3 separate regions of the Mus musculus genome follow, and regions 1 and 3 are each linked to region 2. The links are chromatin contacts, called in public promoter capture Hi-C maps. All regions are on one chromosome and are shown on one strand. Each heading gives the region's core, a stretch centred on a gene start, on an enhancer-like site or on the middle of the called end of the contact. The rest is flanking DNA. Distances are from core to core; before and after follow the strand shown.

Region 1 (3,641 bases), core at 448-2,947, 330 kb before region 2:
CCAGGCTCTCAGCTGCTGTTTGTAGGATATATAAACAGGTCAGGAAGGAAGGAAAAGTAAAACAAGAATGGGAGAAAGGAAAGGAAGGGGTAGGACAGGAGCAGCCACCACTGTGTAGTGCAATCAATAGCTCCAGGCTCTATAAAGTAGAGGAAAATTTCCAGGGTGACAACTGCACCTGAAATAAAATCTAAAGGGATCCAAAAGTATTTTTTTAAAAAAGTTTTTAATAAAAAAGTAAGTTTCAAAAAAATTTTTTAAAAGTTTCTAGCTATAAAACAGAAAAAAGAAATTGGTTATCTTTCAGTTTCTTAAAACCACAGGACCGGGCTGGAGAGATGGCTCAGTGGGTAAGAGCACCCGACTGCTCTTCCGAAGGTCCGGAGTTCAAATACCAGCAACCACATGGTGGCTCACAACCATCTGTAATGAGATCTGGCGCCCTCTTCTGGTGTGTCTGAAGACAGCTAAAGTGTACTTAACATATAATAAATAAATAAAAAGAGTTTAAAAACAAAACAAAAAAAAAAAACAAACAAAAAAACCCACAGGACCAAAGCCAAACAAATAGCCAGGTATGACATCTGTTAGATTTTTCCAAGAACTGTTCTTACCTCCAGCCGACGGATGATCTCCCGAAGAGGAAGTGCTGGCTCCTGTCCCCCGATGAAAGTGGTGGTGGGTAAGTGGAAGACCTTGTCAAGGTCAGACTCGTGTAGGCCATAGAACCCTACAGACGATGAGGGACAAGGCATAGCCATGCAGGGGTCACAGTTTATAGGAAGGGAAAAGAAATCCAAGATGCCCCAAGGAGAAAAAAAAAAAAAAAAAAAGGAAGAAAGAAAAATATCACATACCCCTGATGTATATGAAAACAAGCAATATTTACCATCAGAATCAGAAACCTTAACAATAATTACACACTAAGATTATTACTAGGTAAACTAAAATAAAGCTATTATGCGCATATTAGTCTAATGTTTGGCAATTATTTATAATTTAGAGTTAAATTTATTTGAAAGTTCAAAGATAAAAGCCAATTTGGGCAGGTGGAAAGAGTCAAAAGAAATCAATCAAAAGGTAAATAAAAAGTTAAGAGAATTATAGTAGAAAATGGGAACTGATAGAGAATAGCAGACCATATACATGAATCATTTAACAGTAATGTGCATACATATTACACAGTGAGTGACAAAGCTGGGGTCTGCACTGGGAGGGAGAAATAGTCACCAGGACCCAAGCAGCTGGTGGGAGACTGTTCTTCAGGATACAACTAGGGTAGCAGAGGAAAGGTTGACAGCTTTCAGCCTTGGACTAAGGGCAAGCATCTCCCTGGAATATTTTCCCAAATTGCTAGCTATTCTATGGTACTCTGCAGTGCTATTACAGATCCAACCCTCACTTTCCCTATCCACTCTCCTATCCTCAAGCAGTCACTGCAGGGGAGATGCCTCTTCATCTGAAAGCTGTTTCAAACTGGAAAGGACAGTAGGAGGCTCTGTTCTTCAGCATCATGCTTATTTCATCTTGAAATCAGTAAAGGAGCAAACTATGAAATGACACCATTACTTGGTTTCCAGTCTGGCGCTTATTCTAAAATAACACATCAATTCAGGAAGGGCAAAGAGCACAGTGTACGTCACCAGCACCTGAATACCTGCTGCCAAAACTTTCTCAGGCTCCAGAACTGAACACTGAACCAGCAGACAACATGCTGAGCCCTAGATAAACAGTCTCGTTGTTTCTGCCTGCGTTAAGTACCTAAGCGCTGCTGTGAGACCCACGAATCAGGGAACCGAAATAAGGCAAGAAGCCTGCAAACACAAGCATGGACATGAGTCTCCAGGGTGGCTTTTTTGTTTTGTACCTGACAGTTGTTATTTAGCTTTGAATTTCCCTTGCTATGTAGACCAGGATGGCTTTGAACGTTAGGTAAGCTTTCTGCCTCTGTAGTGGAATTAACAGTGTACACTAACATGTCTGGTTGTCATGTCAGTCTTCAACATCAGTGGCCCAGGAATATCTTCATGACTCTCATTCAAACTAGGTTGGGAAATTACATTCTTATTCTCTCTCTCCTCTCTCTCTCTCTCTCTCTCTCTCTCTCTCTCTTTTTGAGACAGGGTCTTTGTGCATAGCCCTAGCTGTCCGCAAAACAGAGATAAGCCTACTTCTGCCTCCTGAGTGCTGGGATTAAAGACATACACCACCATGCCTGGCTGGGGTATTACATCCTTAAGTCTTAAAAAGCAAGGTATATTTTTTCAAGCCCCTTTAATTTCATTAAATTAAAAGGAAAAAACAAAAAAACAAAAAAACCAAACCAAACCAAACCAAACCAAAAAAAACCAAAACCAAAACAAAACAAAAAAAAAAAAAACCCAACTCAAACTACCCACCCCAAAGAAAAAAGCCCCACAAGCCTGAAGGAAGCCGTGGTGAAAGCGGTTTACTTAGGCTCTCTCACTTGTTTCCTGTTACTGTATCATAAATACAGCAGTTACAGGCATCTGGGAAGCACAACGCTCCTGCCTCTTATGACCCAGCTTGTAAGCAATAGCTCCATGGTATTTATGGGAAAAAACTAAAATATTTTCTGTAGTTGTGTTTTTTAAGACAGGCTCATGTTATCCAGACTAAGCTAGCTTTGATCCAGTAAGTAGCAGCCTCCTAAATGCTTTGATTACAGGTATGTACCACTATGCTTAGTTTAATATAGTTAATGATTTTTAAGAAACTTCTTAGGTTTACAAAACTCAGCCCAGGCTAGGCATGGTTATTGTAATCCCAACACGTTGGAGGTGAAAGCAAGATGATCAGAAATTCAAGATCAGTGGTGGTTTCAGGAAGACTGCATCTCAGACAAACCAGCAACAACCACCAAGTAAAACAAGACAAAATATCGGAAATTTCCGGATCAATGTGTCAAAACAGTACACTCTTCAGCATAGAAAATATTCAGGTTGTGATTGATGTTGGCCAGTCACGTATTCACATGCAGATGAGAACTGTGTTGCTACACCAACAGCATGAAGGAGGCATACACTCTCTGATGCTCCTATAGGTATAACACTTGATTGTAATTCACAGCCCTTGGGTCTCATTGATCAGCATCAGAAGTGTTGGACCCATTTCTACATCTTCAGTCACTTGAGAAATGAACCCCACACACATGCTTTTCTTTCTTTTTCTTTACTAATTCTAACTACAAACTTTAGACTTTGCTTAAAAAAATAAATAAAAAAGGTAATCCTGTTGAAAGGGTGAAGAAAGGCAGAGATACAAGGAAGTCCTGGGTTCTCTTCCACTCCCATATCCCAGACAGAGAGTAGAGAATGAGCAGCAGAGAAACCTTAGGAAGTATAGACAACAAAGCCCCACAAATACTGCTCTAGGTAAAGATCAGGAGGGGGCAGCTTCACAAGACCAGAAAACTTGAGACAATTCCTGCTGCACGCTGTCCCACTGTCTCTCACTAACTTGTTACAAGTCTGAGTATCCACATCGAGGCTTTAGGGAAGACCCAAGAATGAGTCTAAAACCTCTCTGGGGTAAAACAGGAACAAGGTAGTGCTCCTGACAGAAGTGTCCAGAGAAGGTCTGTTATGACAAACCAAATAAGATTCCAGAATTCACAATAC
Region 2 (3,643 bases), core at 125-2,624:
ATCTTTCTCAGTGGAGGCCCTGTCCTGCTGAGGACAGGAAAATCGGTTTGTTTCTTGCAGAAACCTCTCCCTTGAAGACATGGCTCCTGTTAGGGCTCAGCAGTGAGCCTTTGCTGTGTTTCCCGATGGTAGGGGAAATAGGAGAACAGAAAGGGGCCAGTGGAAGGGCAAGGTGCTGCCTAGACCTCCATGGTGCTCCCTCAGGGCTCCATGGTGCTCCCTCAGGGCTCTATGGTGCTCCCTCAGGGCTCCGTGATGCTCCCTCAGGCTCAGCATGCAGCACCTCAAGTCAGCTCATATCTTCCCCCAGACCCAGGCAGCCATCTTGTCTTGGGGGAGACCCTGTGGGCCACAGAGACAAGTTCCCTGCCCCAGGCGTGCAGCACGGGTGCTGGGTGGGCCCTGACAGGGTGGCGGTGGGCAGTAGGGAATATCCTGGGCTACCTCCTGCTCCTCACGACTTCTCTGTCCCTGCAGTACGCCTCCATGACAGCATCTCTGAAGAGGGCTTCCACTACCTGGTCTTCGATCTGTAAGTGCCAAATCCAAGGACCCTCACCTTTCTTTCACTCCCAGCATGGGGCCCACAGCCTCTTCAGATTCAGGAGCAGGCCTGTCCCCACATCAGGACACTCCGAGTGCACCTCTGCAGGGGTCACCTCATTCCCAGCCACACGCAGCCTAGCCAGCGCTGATATGGCTGTGCATGGGTTTTTACCCAGTCTGAGTGTGACATGCTGAGGACGCCAACTCTGCAGAAAACCTGTCGGTTGGGACAGTGGAGGGAAGACCAGGGAGAGCAGCCATTCACTTCCCTCCATTCTGAGGCCTGCCATGCTGGGTTGGGGGCGCAGCTAGCTGATGTGAGCATGCGTGTTTGTAAGTGAGGGTGGAAGGATGCATGTGCATGCATATGTGTAGAGCTTAGAGCAAGCACAGAGATGCTTTGTGTAAAGTCCATGAGTGTACATGCATGTCTGTTTTCGAAGTGTGATTGGGTATGTTTTGGAGATACAGGCCTCTGTGTGTGTGTGTGTGTGTGTGTGTGTGTGTGTGTGTGTGTGTGTGCTTGCATGAGTGTGTGTGTGTGCTTGCATGAGTGTGTGTGTGTGCAGTAGCTGAGTGAGAAGGCGTTCGGGGCCAACTCCGCCTCTCACTTCCTGCCGGATTTAGAAGCGATGATCTCATCTCCCTTTACTCTTGGCAGCCCCTGCTAAGCAGCACTATATTTAGCTGTCTGTGAATCAGGGCTGCTGCAGGACCCTGGGCTGGGTGGGGGCCCAGGGGCTTTGGCTTGTCCTGGTGGCCTCCAGACTGCACAGCCAGGGAAACCTGGCTCTGGTACCGTTACCATGGTTACCCCATGCCCTCTGGCTGCCCTTGAGCAACAGGCTGAATGGGAACAGGAGGAGCCTTCCTAGGGCCACCTCTTAGCCCTTCCTCCCTCAAACAGCCTGACAGATGTCTGGGCCGTTGGGCATGCAGGCCTTAGCATCCTCTGCCTTGTAGCATCTTCCGGTGAAGAGCTAGGCTGCCCCTGCATGGGGTTTGTTTACTTCTCAGCTACCCCTGTGTGAGCCACAAGACCCTGCCTAGAGTGATCTGCTAGATAACAGGCTGCAGTCTGATTGAATCTGGGCTGAGACACCAGTCCTGTGGCTTGAGGTGGGGTGGGCTCTCTTTCCCCCTGTGTGCCCCAAAATCACCTTTACCACCCTTCTTCTCAAGAAACAGAGGTCTGTGGGCTGAGGGTGGTCATGATGACCAGTGGATGGCTGCACTTGTTTCAGGAGCCAAGAAGGAAAGAGAGGGTGGGGGAGGGAGGGATGTGTATATGTGACACATTTATCTCTCAGACCTCTCAGCACATGCCAGGCAGACAGCTGCAGGGAGAGACTGAGGAGGTGGGTCTGGACAGAAGGTCTAAATATCCTCCCCCCATACCTCCAGAGCCTCCAGGGTTGCAGGTTCTGAGGTGGTTTGGTAGCCCCCCAGTAGGCCTCAAGGCCTTGTCAGCTGAGAGCCCTGCAGGTTTGGGGAGGTGGCCGATACACACCATGGAAGTTACAGAGCAGAGCTTGCAACAGTGACCGCGCATGGCATCCAGCTCAGTAGAGGCCCAGCTTCCTGTCCCGTGACTCTGGACCAAGAGATGACCCTGGTGCCCACACACCAAAGCATCAGTGCCTGAACACATGCAGTAACTCAGGGAGCCTTGCCCTGGCACAGATCTGGCAAACCAAGGCTATCCTTTGAACTACAGTTTTGCACCAAGATACATTGGCCTTACACCATTTTTTCTGCCCAGACTTGAGTTTTCAAAGCCTGGTTCAAGAATTTTGTGTCAAGACTCAAACTGTCGATCACACAGCACTGGGGATAACAGCCCCTTACATGGGCTACTGCTGGACAGACTCTCCTGGTCCACATATGTGCAAACCACACATTTACAGTGTTGCTTTGCCATGGGCATTTGATGTATGGACAGAGACAAAGGGCAGGAGGGTGTGTGGGCAGAGTACACTACCTATGTTGTCTATGGTTTCATGGGGACAGGAATTCAAGTCTTTCAAGCCCTCAGCCCACCATGGAGGCCAGATACAGGCACTAAATCCACTCTGTGATGGCCCAGATCTGGCTCAAGAGAGCAGAGCATTGAATAGGGGGAGCCAGATAGTCTCAGACCTAGGATTAAGGTTCACAAAGCTGGGTGTAACCCTGGGAAGCCCTGGCTCTGCAAACTCATGTGCTTACGTGTGAAGCCCACTTAGGTGTAAAGAAACTCAGTTTTCTCGGGAAACAGGTGTGAAGAAGGAAGCATTCCATGATGGTGAACGAGTATGCCTTTGATAAGTTGTCACTATTGGGGTGTGTGTGTAAGGATGGAGATGATGGTAATGATGGTATGGTGATGGAATGGTGATGGTAGTCATGGTGGTGAGATGGTAGCAGCGATGACAATGGTGAAGGTAACAGTAGCATTGGTGGCAGTAGCAATGATGAGGTGTTAGTGATGATGGCAGCTATGGTGATGGTCATGGTGATATAATGAAGATGGCATGAGAACAGTGATGGAGGAAGTGGTGACGGTGATGGTGATGACTGTGGTGACCATGGTGACAGTGATGGTGATGACTGTGGTGGTCATGGTGACAGTGATGGTGGTGGCTATGGTGGCCATGGTGACAGTGATGGCGATGACTGTGGTGGTCATGATGATGGTGGTGACTGTGGTGGTCATGGTGGTGGTGATGGTGATGACTGTGGTAGTCATGGTGACAGTGATGGTGGTGGCTATGGTGGTCATGGTGACAGTGATGGCAATGACTGTGGTGGTCATGGTGGCAGTGGTGGTAATTAATGACTGTGGTGGTCATGGTGGCAGTGGTGGCAATGACTGTGGTGGTCATGATGGCAGTGGTGGTGATTACTGTGGTGGTCATGGTGGTGGTACTGGTGATGACTGTGGTGGCCATGGTGATGGTGGTGACTGTGGTGGCCATGGTGATGGTGATAAATGTGGTGGTGGTGATGGTGATGACTGTGGTGGTCATGGTGATGGTGATGGCAATGACTGTGGTGGCCATGGTGGTGATGATAGTAGTGGCTGTGGTGGTCATGGTGACAGTGATGACCATGACTG
Region 3 (3,731 bases), core at 75-2,574, 500 kb after region 2:
ATTACACCAGACTTCACTGGTGTGACTCTGAAGCAGTAGTTGAGGGCTCACATCTTGATCCACAACCATGAGGCAGGGGCGGGGCGGGGGGGGGGTGCGACTTGGAATCTCACAAGGCTGTTAAAATTTCAAAGCCTGTCCCCAGGGACACCCTTCCTCCACAAGTCTAAACCTTCTCATCCTTCCTAAACAGTTCCACCAACTGGAAACCAAACATTCAAATACATGAACCTATGGGGCCATTCTCATTCACACCATTCCAGTGGACAGAGGAGGAACTGGAAGGGAGGGAGGGAAATTGGAAGGAGACTCATTCAAACACATTAAAAAGAGGAAATAAGCCGGGCTGGTGGCGCACACCTTTAGTCCCAGCACTTGGGAGGCAGAGGCAGATGGATTTCTGAGTTCGAGGCCAGCCTGGTCTACAAAGTGAGTTCCAGGACAGCCAGGGCTACACTGAGAAACCCTGTCTCAAAAAACCAAAAAAAAAAAATAAAAAGAGGAAATAGTATTTTTGTTTGCTTGTTTGTTTGTTTTGAGACAGGATTTCTCTTATGCAGCCCTAGCTGTCCTGGAACTCACTCTGTTGACTAGGGTGGCCCCAAACTCATATCTACCTGCCTCTGCCTCCTGAGTTCTGGGATTAAAGGCATGCACCACCACTGCCTGGCAGAATAATAACTTTTTACATATTGTTATTTTATTTTATCTTATTTTATTTGAGAGAAGGTCTCACTGTGTAGCTCTGGCTGTCATAGAACTCACTATGCAGACAGATTGGCCTCAAACTCTCAGAGGTCCCCCTGCCTTTGCCTCCTAAGGGTCTAGAGTTGAAGGTATGTGCAGCCTGGCACCCTTGGCAGTTGTTTAAGTTTTTGAAACAGCGTCTCGGAGTGTTAAACATAGGCATGAGTCACCAGTGGTCTCTGGTCTCGGTGTTGGTTCTGATGGCCTTGGTAGTATATGCACCTGGCGGGGTGTTTTGAGATTGGTTCCAAAAAAATAGTATTTATGTGAACAACTAAACTTGAGTCACCAAGGTCACCTTCAAAGACAAAGAGGAGGTAGGTTTGCGTGATGTCAGGGTCTAGACTTCCTGAGAATGTTCTAGGGACACTCTAACCTTTGAAAACAACAACAACAGTAACAAACTCTGGTTTGGTGAATAAAGGAGATAGGAGGAGAGAGAAGAGCTTCAGGAGGAGGAAGAATTGCATTTACTTCACAGGGCACTGGGAGAGAAACCACTCACCTTCCAGTCCCAGGAACAGTCGTCCCCTGTGGCTGGGCGTTGGCTTGTGAAACGGCCACACAGGGCGGGTTGTCAGGTCTCCCACATATGCTGGTTGAGCAAGTGGGATGAGTTGCTTAATCTCTCAGAGCCTGTTTCCTTGTCTCTAAAATGAGATTGCATAAGAGAATGCTTTAGCCCAGAGTGTGTCCGAGAAAGCATGGAATAATGCTAATTACTGTTGTTACCAACAGCGACTCACGCACTGCCAACAGGCATCCATCCTCCTCTGTCTTCCAGCAAGTCCAGCCTTCCCTCCCTCTTTCAATATCTGGTTGCCTCTTTCTCTCTAGTCCTTGGCCAGAGGTCAAAGACAGAATCGGGGGCCTGGTACTCCCAAGGCAGGCCATCTCCTCTTCAGCCTTACCTCTGCTCCTCCAGAGATCTGTCCAAGAAAAGCAGCACCTCCCAGAAGGCTAACAGAACATTCCACAGCCAAGTCTTTCAAAAAGAAATTTATTCATTCATTTATTTTTATATACATTGACATTTTGCCTATATGTATATCTGTGTACCATGTACATGCAGTATCCCCGGGTCCAGAAATACAGACAGTTGTGAGCTGCCATGTAGGTGCTGGGAATCAAACTAGGTCCTCTGAAAGAGCAACTAGTGCCCTTAACCCCTGAGCCATCTCTCCAGGACATCCCTACCCCTGCTTTTTAAGATAAGATCTCTCACTGGGACCCAGAGCTTGGCAATTGGACCAGGCTGGGTAGTCAGAGAGCCCTGGGGTTCTGCCTGTCTCTGCCTCCCCAGCCCTGGGATCACAAGTTTGTGCCAGCACACCCAGCTTTTTTTCATAGGTGCTTGAATGGCAAACATTCTATTGACTAAGCTATCTTCTTCCCCCTGCCTTTTGAAATAGTCTCATGTAACCCCAGCTGACCTTGAAGTACTGAAGATAACCTTCAGTTTCTGATTCTCCTGCCTCCACCTCCTGTGCACTGAAATTACAAGCTTGCTCTACCACCAAAAGAACACCCCACCCTGGTCTGCATGCACTATAACAGCACCAGCAAATGAGATACCCCAACTCCTGACCCTGCCTCTTTATTTTTTTAAACATTATTTATTATATATGTGTGTGTGCCTGCATGTATGCGTGTGCACCAAGGGCCATAAAACGTGTCTGACTGCCTGAAATTGGGGTTACAGATGCTTGTGAACAAGCAAATGAAAAGGGTGACCACAACTGGAACAACCTCTGTGGGGTCGCCCGCTCACAGGTGGCCTTAGCTTCCTCAGCATGAGGTCACATGGGCAGGGGTTTAGAACAACCCAACTCGGAGCCTTAGACCTCGAGAAGGGCTCTGTACAGAAATGAGCCAGGCGAAGGAGGCAGTGAGAATCCCCCAGTGGCCCCATCTCTCATTCAGAGCCCTCCCTGCTGCCTCTGCAGTGGTCGTGCCCTCAGCAGCAAGGGTGGGCTGCCATCTCTCAGCGAGGATGGGTTGCCGTGTATCAGCGAGGGTGGGCTGCGATCTCTTTTCCTCCCAGCAGTAAGGAAACAGCTGCAACCACACCTGGCTTTTTTTTTTTCTGTACTGAGAATTTATCCCAAGGCCTTATGAGTGCTAGGCAAATGCTCTACCACTGAGATACCCACCTGCTACACACACACACAGCTCCCATCCTCACCCCCACACTACCAACACACACAACACCAACACACATATATACACATATACACACCACAGCCCGAATACTGACCCCCACACTACCAACACACACAATACCAACATACATACAACACCAATACATACACAACACCAACACACATATATACACATATACATACCACCAACACACACACACAATATACCAACATATAATTTTTCAGGAAAGTATCTCAGCTAAGCTGCTCAGACTGGCCTTGGACTCACTCTGTGATCCAGGCACCCTTTAAACTTGTGATCCTCCTGCCTCAGCCTCCAGAGTAACTGGGATCACAACTTCACCACTGTGTGAACACTGTGCCCAGTTCCCTTTCAACACAATTGTAAAAGGTGCCGAGTAAATCCTAGGAACAAGGTCCAATCCCCAGGCCTCAAGAAAGACTTCATAAAGAAGGGCATGCTCAGGTGGGCTTTGAAGGATGGGTAGGGGTTGCATAGGGCTTGGCTTAGCTTTCCTCCTGCTCTCCTCTTCCTTGCTGAGGAAGCTTGATGCCACCTGGCACCCGAGACAATTCTCGAGAAGGAAGTAGCGTTCATCCGGTGCTAAAAGTGACTTGAAACTGACAGAATGACAGGTGCAACCCGTAACACCTGCTGCTGTCCCCAAGAGAGCCCAAGAAGATTCCTTCTCCATATATTTTAATTCTTGCGTATGAACCATTTCCTAACATCGCTGACAGACTACTCAAGACTCCAATCATAGATGGACAGACCAGCGTATAGCTAGAGACTGGAGTAGGGAGGCTCTTGCTATGCAGCCC

The links. Capture Hi-C pulls out chosen DNA fragments and counts their contacts.
Region 1: a promoter capture Hi-C map of liver shows a contact between it and region 2. The contact joins two enhancer-like sites. A contact is called at or near these places in 3 of 15 datasets of contacts at CTCF or cohesin (large pre-B cells, pro-B cells and stem cell-derived epiblast-like cells), 5 of 484 Hi-C or Micro-C datasets (the G1E-ER4 cell line, embryonic stem cells and palatal mesenchyme), 1 of 115 datasets of contacts at active chromatin or transcription factors (astrocytes) and 1 of 9 other capture datasets (liver).
Region 3: a contact with region 2 is called in a promoter capture Hi-C map of adipose tissue. The contact joins two enhancer-like sites. A contact is called at or near these places in 1 of 115 datasets of contacts at active chromatin or transcription factors (astrocytes) and 1 of 9 other capture datasets (adipose tissue).

What each region holds. Positions count from the first base shown.
Region 1 is chr11:6,331,622-6,335,262 of GRCm38.p6, reverse strand. It overlaps Ogdh (oxoglutarate (alpha-ketoglutarate) dehydrogenase (lipoamide)), which reads right to left. Exons shown (of 23, transcript NM_010956.4): 5 at 615-730. Among named protein-coding and RNA genes, the nearest start is that of Gm46270, 41 kb to the right of the region's middle. Within about 2 kb of position 1,697, at least 26 of the 459 cell types and tissues checked have an H3K27ac peak or open chromatin away from gene starts, as enhancers often do. A contact at or near this core is called in liver, where this site is marked.
Region 2 is chr11:5,998,227-6,001,869 of GRCm38.p6, reverse strand. Camk2b (calcium/calmodulin-dependent protein kinase II, beta) reads left to right here. Exons shown (of 21, transcript NM_007595.5): 4 at 478-532. Among named protein-coding and RNA genes, the nearest start is that of Ykt6, 44 kb to the right of the region's middle. Within about 2 kb of position 1,374, at least 259 of the 459 cell types and tissues checked have an H3K27ac peak or open chromatin away from gene starts, as enhancers often do. A contact at or near this core is called in adipose tissue and liver, where this site is marked.
Region 3 is chr11:5,500,219-5,503,949 of GRCm38.p6, reverse strand. It overlaps Gm11963 (predicted gene 11963), which reads right to left. Exons shown (of 3, transcript NR_166837.1): 2 at 1,253-1,397. Among named protein-coding and RNA genes, the nearest start is that of Gm11963, 16 kb to the right of the region's middle. Within about 2 kb of position 1,324, at least 64 of the 459 cell types and tissues checked have an H3K27ac peak or open chromatin away from gene starts, as enhancers often do. A contact at or near this core is called in adipose tissue, where this site is marked.